2 separate regions of the Ovis aries genome follow, and region 1 is linked to region 2. The links are chromatin contacts, called in public Hi-C maps. All regions are on one chromosome and are shown on one strand. The core of a region is the stretch at or near the end of the contact, and the rest is flanking DNA. Distances in the headings are between cores, read along the strand shown.

Region 1 (2,700 bases), core at 145-2,644, 130 kb before region 2:
TAGAAGAGAGCTGCATCATCAATTGCCTTTAATGTATATTTTGTCCTGCTTTTTATCCAAGGATCTAGACATGACAGAAGTGCCTGCTGTTTTTCAAAGAATGTCAAGAGGCTGTGGCATTTCCTGAACAAGAAACAGATTCAATAATAGTTATGAGACTGAATATAGGATTCATATTTAATCATTATATATTCTTAATCAACTTTAATCATAAGGTCACGAGGAAATAAAAAGATTTAGAGTAAAATGAAGCTAAGAATTCATCACAATCTTTTCAATCCATGGGATTTCAGGCTCCTGGGAATCACTGTGATTATTACAGCACCGGACACGGGAGTTTACCAGACTGGAGTTTGGTTCTTCCACTAATTAGTTTTGTAGCTCTAGGAAAGCTGTTAACCTCTTTGAGCTTTTTCTTCGGTAAGTTGGTGGGTAAGGATGGCAGAGGGGTTTTATCATAAGGTTTCCTCTTTACCAAAGAGCTTGATACACCAAAGACAAATTAACCCACACAGCCTCGTTGCTCCGCCCTTCTCGCTTTTCTTTTAAAGTCTTAGTGGGACTCCCGCAGTGTCGCCCAGAAGCCCATACTGGACACCTCACGGGGGCTGCTCATTGAACCCTTCACTGGGGGTGTTTCCCAAAAAGGGAGCGAAATCTTGTTCTTGAAAACCGTAAGGATACGCCGGGCTCCAGGCTGACTCCTTTCTGGCGGTCTTGGTCTCCTTTCTTCCTTACACTTTCAGGCCTGTTCCCAGTACACACCGGTGAATAGCTTCATGTTAGGCTGTTCTGGGGATAGAGCCAGTTTGCCAGATCCTGGCAGCGAGGGTTCTGAGGAGGTGGCAAGGCAGGGCCTCAAGATTTGGGGCCCTTCACGACCGAACACCTCGGTGTGTGTAAATTCGTATCGTGACAAAGCATTTCCGATCTTCCTCCGAAAAGACCAATCCTGGCGTCATAACTGTGTCTCTATAACCAAGATAACTGCTGAGTTAGGACGACACCACTATGCGCCAAACACCAGTCTCAGAAGCCCTACTTCGCTGCTCGGGACGAGAGGGCAGTTGCGGCTGCGGCTGGAACTACAAGGACCAGAATTCCCGCGCGCACGCGCGCTGCCATTGTGATGCTCCTTTCCCGGTAACTCGCCCTCTCAGGCAAACCTGAAGATAGCGGCAATTCTCCGGTGGGGGGCGGAGACGCTCTTTGCCTGACTCTCCGCCCCTTTCGTGATAGGCAATGGGACCAGCCAACCGACTTGGCGGGCTTGGGACGCGCTCTCCAATCAGCACCTGTGGCGGAGAGGTGGGCGTGCGCACTGGCAGGGCAGGTGGGCTAGGCTGTGCTGGGTTGCGAAGGGGGAGAATAACGTCGGGTCGGGTCAGCGGGCGCTGCAGTAGTCGCCGCAGCGGCGATGGGAGCGGTGGGGACCAGGCGGCGGCGGCGGGGGCAGGAGGAGGAGCAGAGGCTGGCACAAGCACAGCGGCTGGGGGCGTCCAGCAGCCGCAGTAACAGCAGCAGCCGCCGCCGCCGCCAGTAAACGCGGACGGTACCCGAGGGGACTACCCAGCCGGCCGGCCCTCGAAGCCGCGCTCCGGTCCCGCCGCACTTGGCGGTGGGGGATGGGCAGGCGGCGGCCGTCCCGTCTGCTGAGGGTTGACCGCTGCCGGTCCCGGCCCTGAGCTGGACCCGAGCCCTCCTTCCGAAATCCCTGAGACCGCCACGGCCCAGGTAGGACACACCCCCCGCGACCCCCGCAGGACGCCGCTGGGGGAGCCCCGCCCCCCGCCCTCTCTCGGTCCTGACCCCTTCCTCCGGCCGCGCCCCTCGCCCAGTGACGGACCCTGGTGTAGAGGGGAGGGGTACCGGAGACTCCTCGGTCGCTACCCACGCCCTGGGCTTGCGCCAGACTCAATCACTCCAACTCGGAGACCGTCTGCTTCTCCCCGGTTTCCCCGGAGGGTTGTGCCCCGTATCCCCAGAGGCTTTTGGTGTCTTCACTGAACTTGGGAGGGTCACAAAGCTTCGTTCTGTCTCTCTCTCTGTGGGTGACCCACATACCACTTGTATTCATGCTGCTTCGGGTACCAGGACTGAACACAGAGGATTCTCAGGATATACTAAACACTTCTTTCCCACCTCGCTTTCCCAGATCTAATAGAAGAGGGCACGGGACTATAGAATCTGTTTGTTGTGTAGTAACGACCGTGGAAACCGTGACTTTCTGATACTTAGGGTGCGAGGTAGACCTGAGGGATTTGCTCCTCATTTCCTTTGACTAAGATGGTGTTGACACCCTGGAATGTTGCGGGAGGGACAAAAGACTCTACACATACTTACTATCAAATCAGAAGTAAATAATCCAGTGGGATGCCAGGATACTTTATCCACAGTGAACTTAATTTTATTTCAGTCGTGGTCGCCTTAGAGGTATAAATGACATTGAGTTGTACTTTGCTTTGAATTAAAGTTGATAGGTGGCAGCAATCCGGTATTACTCTTCTCATCCTGCACTTTGGAAATTGTTCTTTTTTTGAACATTAAAGAGGGCAATTTTATAATAACCCATGTATTATGTAAAGATGCTTTGGTATTAAATAAAAATTGAGTTTTTAACACATATGTGAGGATCATGATATTATGAATGTGCACCTGCACACACACGGAGGATCCACTCAGTGTATTTTGTTACAGTGT
Region 2 (2,700 bases), core at 41-2,540:
GTTCTATTTGTGTGATGGTTTGGATTTCAGAAGTGGGAAATATTTTTCTAATTTAATGGTTATTGAATGCACCGGAGGTCACAAGATCAACAGGGAGCAGAAAGTGTTCTATAAATGCAGTGCCACATCCAGAAGTGACCTAGAAAAAGCAGCGCTGGAAGAGAAACTAGGTATTCATTTTCCTCTGCAGACAACAACCACGGTTCACAGATGTGAGGAGAGGGTTGATGTGAGGAGAGGGTTCCCCATGTAATAAAATTGAAAGTGTTAAAAGCTCTGTTTCAACCCATCATTGTATCGCTGGTTGGAGGTATTTTTCCCTTCTCTGCAGGAAACGTCCCTGTATCACTGGAGTGATTTCTGCTTTGCAGCATCCCCTCTTTTTCCTTGTCCTTTGAACCAAGGGACCTCTCAGGAGGCTTTCACGCGGGCACTGCTTCACCCTTCCTGATTTGGTTTGGCCTGGAATGTTAGTGCTGTTTGTTTTTCTCAGCCCGGTGTCCCTTTCTTGAGTTCCCAGTGAGCAGCAACATCCAAAGAGGTGATTCTCGTATTTTTTGAAATAAGAAAAATTAAGAAATAAGCTACCAGAAACTAATCATGTGTATGCCTATTAACTGCAAAGTAGCTGAACTATTAACCTTGTGTAACGTATAAGGGGTAATAAAGACGGCGATTCTGTGTGCAGGGTGGCCTGGGGCACTTTTAAGGGTTGTGGGCGGAGGATCCTAAAAAGCCCCTCCGTCTTAAAGTCTTAATGATCGATCTTGCTGGAAAACGAGTGGGCAGGGGATTGAAAACTCGGCTTTTGAGAAAGGCAAGGTCAAAATGAAGTTTAGCAAACTTTATCGTAACTTCTTTAGGGTAGTGACGATTGAATCTAGAAAACTTGAAAGAAAAGAATGTGCTTATCGTAGAAGACGTAGGCATCTTCTCCGAAGAATAGTTCACCTTTACGGTCCGGCCGCTCTCCCGGACCCTTGGTCTTCCCCGCCGCGTCCCCGAGTCCCGGCAGGTCACCCTCGGGCCAGGGCAGCCGGGGCCTCGCTTCACCGACAACAGTACACTGCTCTTGGCGGGCCACCGGGCCTCTTGTCAGGAACCACGGACCCAGCCAAGGCCTTGAGCCAAGGCCCAAGTCGAGCCTCAGTGCGGGGAAGCCCCGCCGGCGGCGGCGGCGGCCCCGGCCCCGCCCCTGGCCCTGCCCCCTCCGCCCCGCGGCCCAACGGTCGCCCGGCGGCGCCGGCCCCGCCCTTCCCAGGGCGCCCGTGGCGCGCCGGCGCCTGCGCAGTCGCCTCAGAGCGCCCTGACCGGGATGGCGGCCGTTTTGGAGTCGCTGCTGCGAGAGGAGCTGTCGGTCGCAGTCGCTGTGCGGTGGATCGCGCGCAGCGCCCAGAGTTCGGAGGTAACAGCGCCGACACGCCCCCAGCCTGGCCTGAAGCTGCTTCCCGCGGGAGATACCGCTCCTCCCGTCCCATTCCTCTAGAGTGCCTGGCTGTCAGCCGGGGCCGAGTGCGCTCCAACTAGGGGCCGCTGCCCCGGCCGCCCGCCACCCTCAGCACGCCCTGCGGCCCCGGCTGCTCGCGGCCCCGGGCTGGCAGCTGACTGACTCTCTCTCCCCTCGCCGCTTCTCCCTCAGGATGACCCCAGGGAGGCGGCCGCGCTGAGCTCACTTCGGCCACTGCGGAAGGAATTCGTGCCATTCCTGCTGAACTTCCTGAGGGAACAGAGCAGCCGCGTCCTCCCGCAGGGCCCCCCAACCCCCGCCAAGGCCCCGGGCTCCTCGACAGGCTTGCCAGGGAGATCCGGGGGCCCGCCGCGGGGCGGCCGCGGAGCGCGCAACCAGCTCTTCCCTCCGATCGAGGCTTCGAGCGCCACCGCTGCTGACGCCCCTTCGGCCCGCCGTGGGGGCAGGAGGCGGGGCCCGGGGCCGGCCCGCGAGCGAGGCCGCGGCCCCGGGGGCCTGGAGGAGGGGGTCAGCGGGGAGTGCCTGCCCTGGGCCGGGGGCCGGAGGCCCAGGAGCTCTGGCAGCCCCAGCAGCCCCAGCCTCGCGCGCTCTGATCCGCCAAACCTCAGCAACCTGGAGGAGTTCCCTCCCGTGGGCTCCGTTCCCCCCGGCTCTGCAGGGTGAGAATTAGCCCTCATCTAAAATATGGCTCTGCTAGGGGAGTTAAAAAATTAAGGCTGGGTGCTCTGTAGTAGAGCGTGGTAATAACAAGAAAGTAGGGGGTGAAATATCTACGTGGTGAGGGGCATTTTGCAAGGGGTGCTAGATGTTTTGGTGGAGGGGGAGATGCTTGAAGATGGGAATTAGGAAAACCTATGGCTGCTTTTCAACAGGACCAAGCCTTCCCGCAGGATCAACCCAACTCCAGTGAGCGAAGAGCGATCACTTTCCAAGCCCAAGACTTGCTTCACCTCACCCCCAATCAGCTGTGTTCCCAGTTCCCAACCCTCAGTCCTAGACACTAGCCCTTGGGGCCATGGGATTCCCTCAGGGTGCAGAAGTCTGCAAGAGGAGCGGGAGATGCTCAGGAAGGAGCGGTATGGCTTTGCTGCTCCTGGGGATGTCAGCTTCCTTTGGGGGGTGGGATTTGCAGGGCTTTTCCCTGTGATTAATTTGTCTCCTGGGAACCCTGGGTCTGTTTCCTGGGCTGTGGACAGGTCTCTAAGGAACCTGAGTGTGGCTGTGGAGGGGAA

Evidence for each region. Hi-C and Micro-C count contacts between places; a contact is called where the count stands out from the background.
Region 1: a contact with region 2 is called in a Hi-C map of hypothalamus, with 4 times the contacts expected there. The contact joins the promoter of TTBK2 here to the promoter of CDAN1 in region 2. A contact is called at or near these places in 6 of 16 Hi-C or Micro-C datasets (hypothalamus, liver, muscle and 2 more).

The regions. Positions count from the first base shown.
Region 1 is chr7:36,388,949-36,391,648 of ARS-UI_Ramb_v3.0, reverse strand. TTBK2 (tau tubulin kinase 2) reads left to right here and starts at 1,394. Exons shown (of 16, transcript XM_042253050.1): 1 at 1,394-1,734.
Region 2 is chr7:36,256,357-36,259,056 of ARS-UI_Ramb_v3.0, reverse strand. CDAN1 (codanin 1) reads left to right here and starts at 1,290. Exons shown (of 30, transcript XR_006060526.2): 1 at 1,290-1,405; 2 at 1,640-2,127; 3 at 2,341-2,544.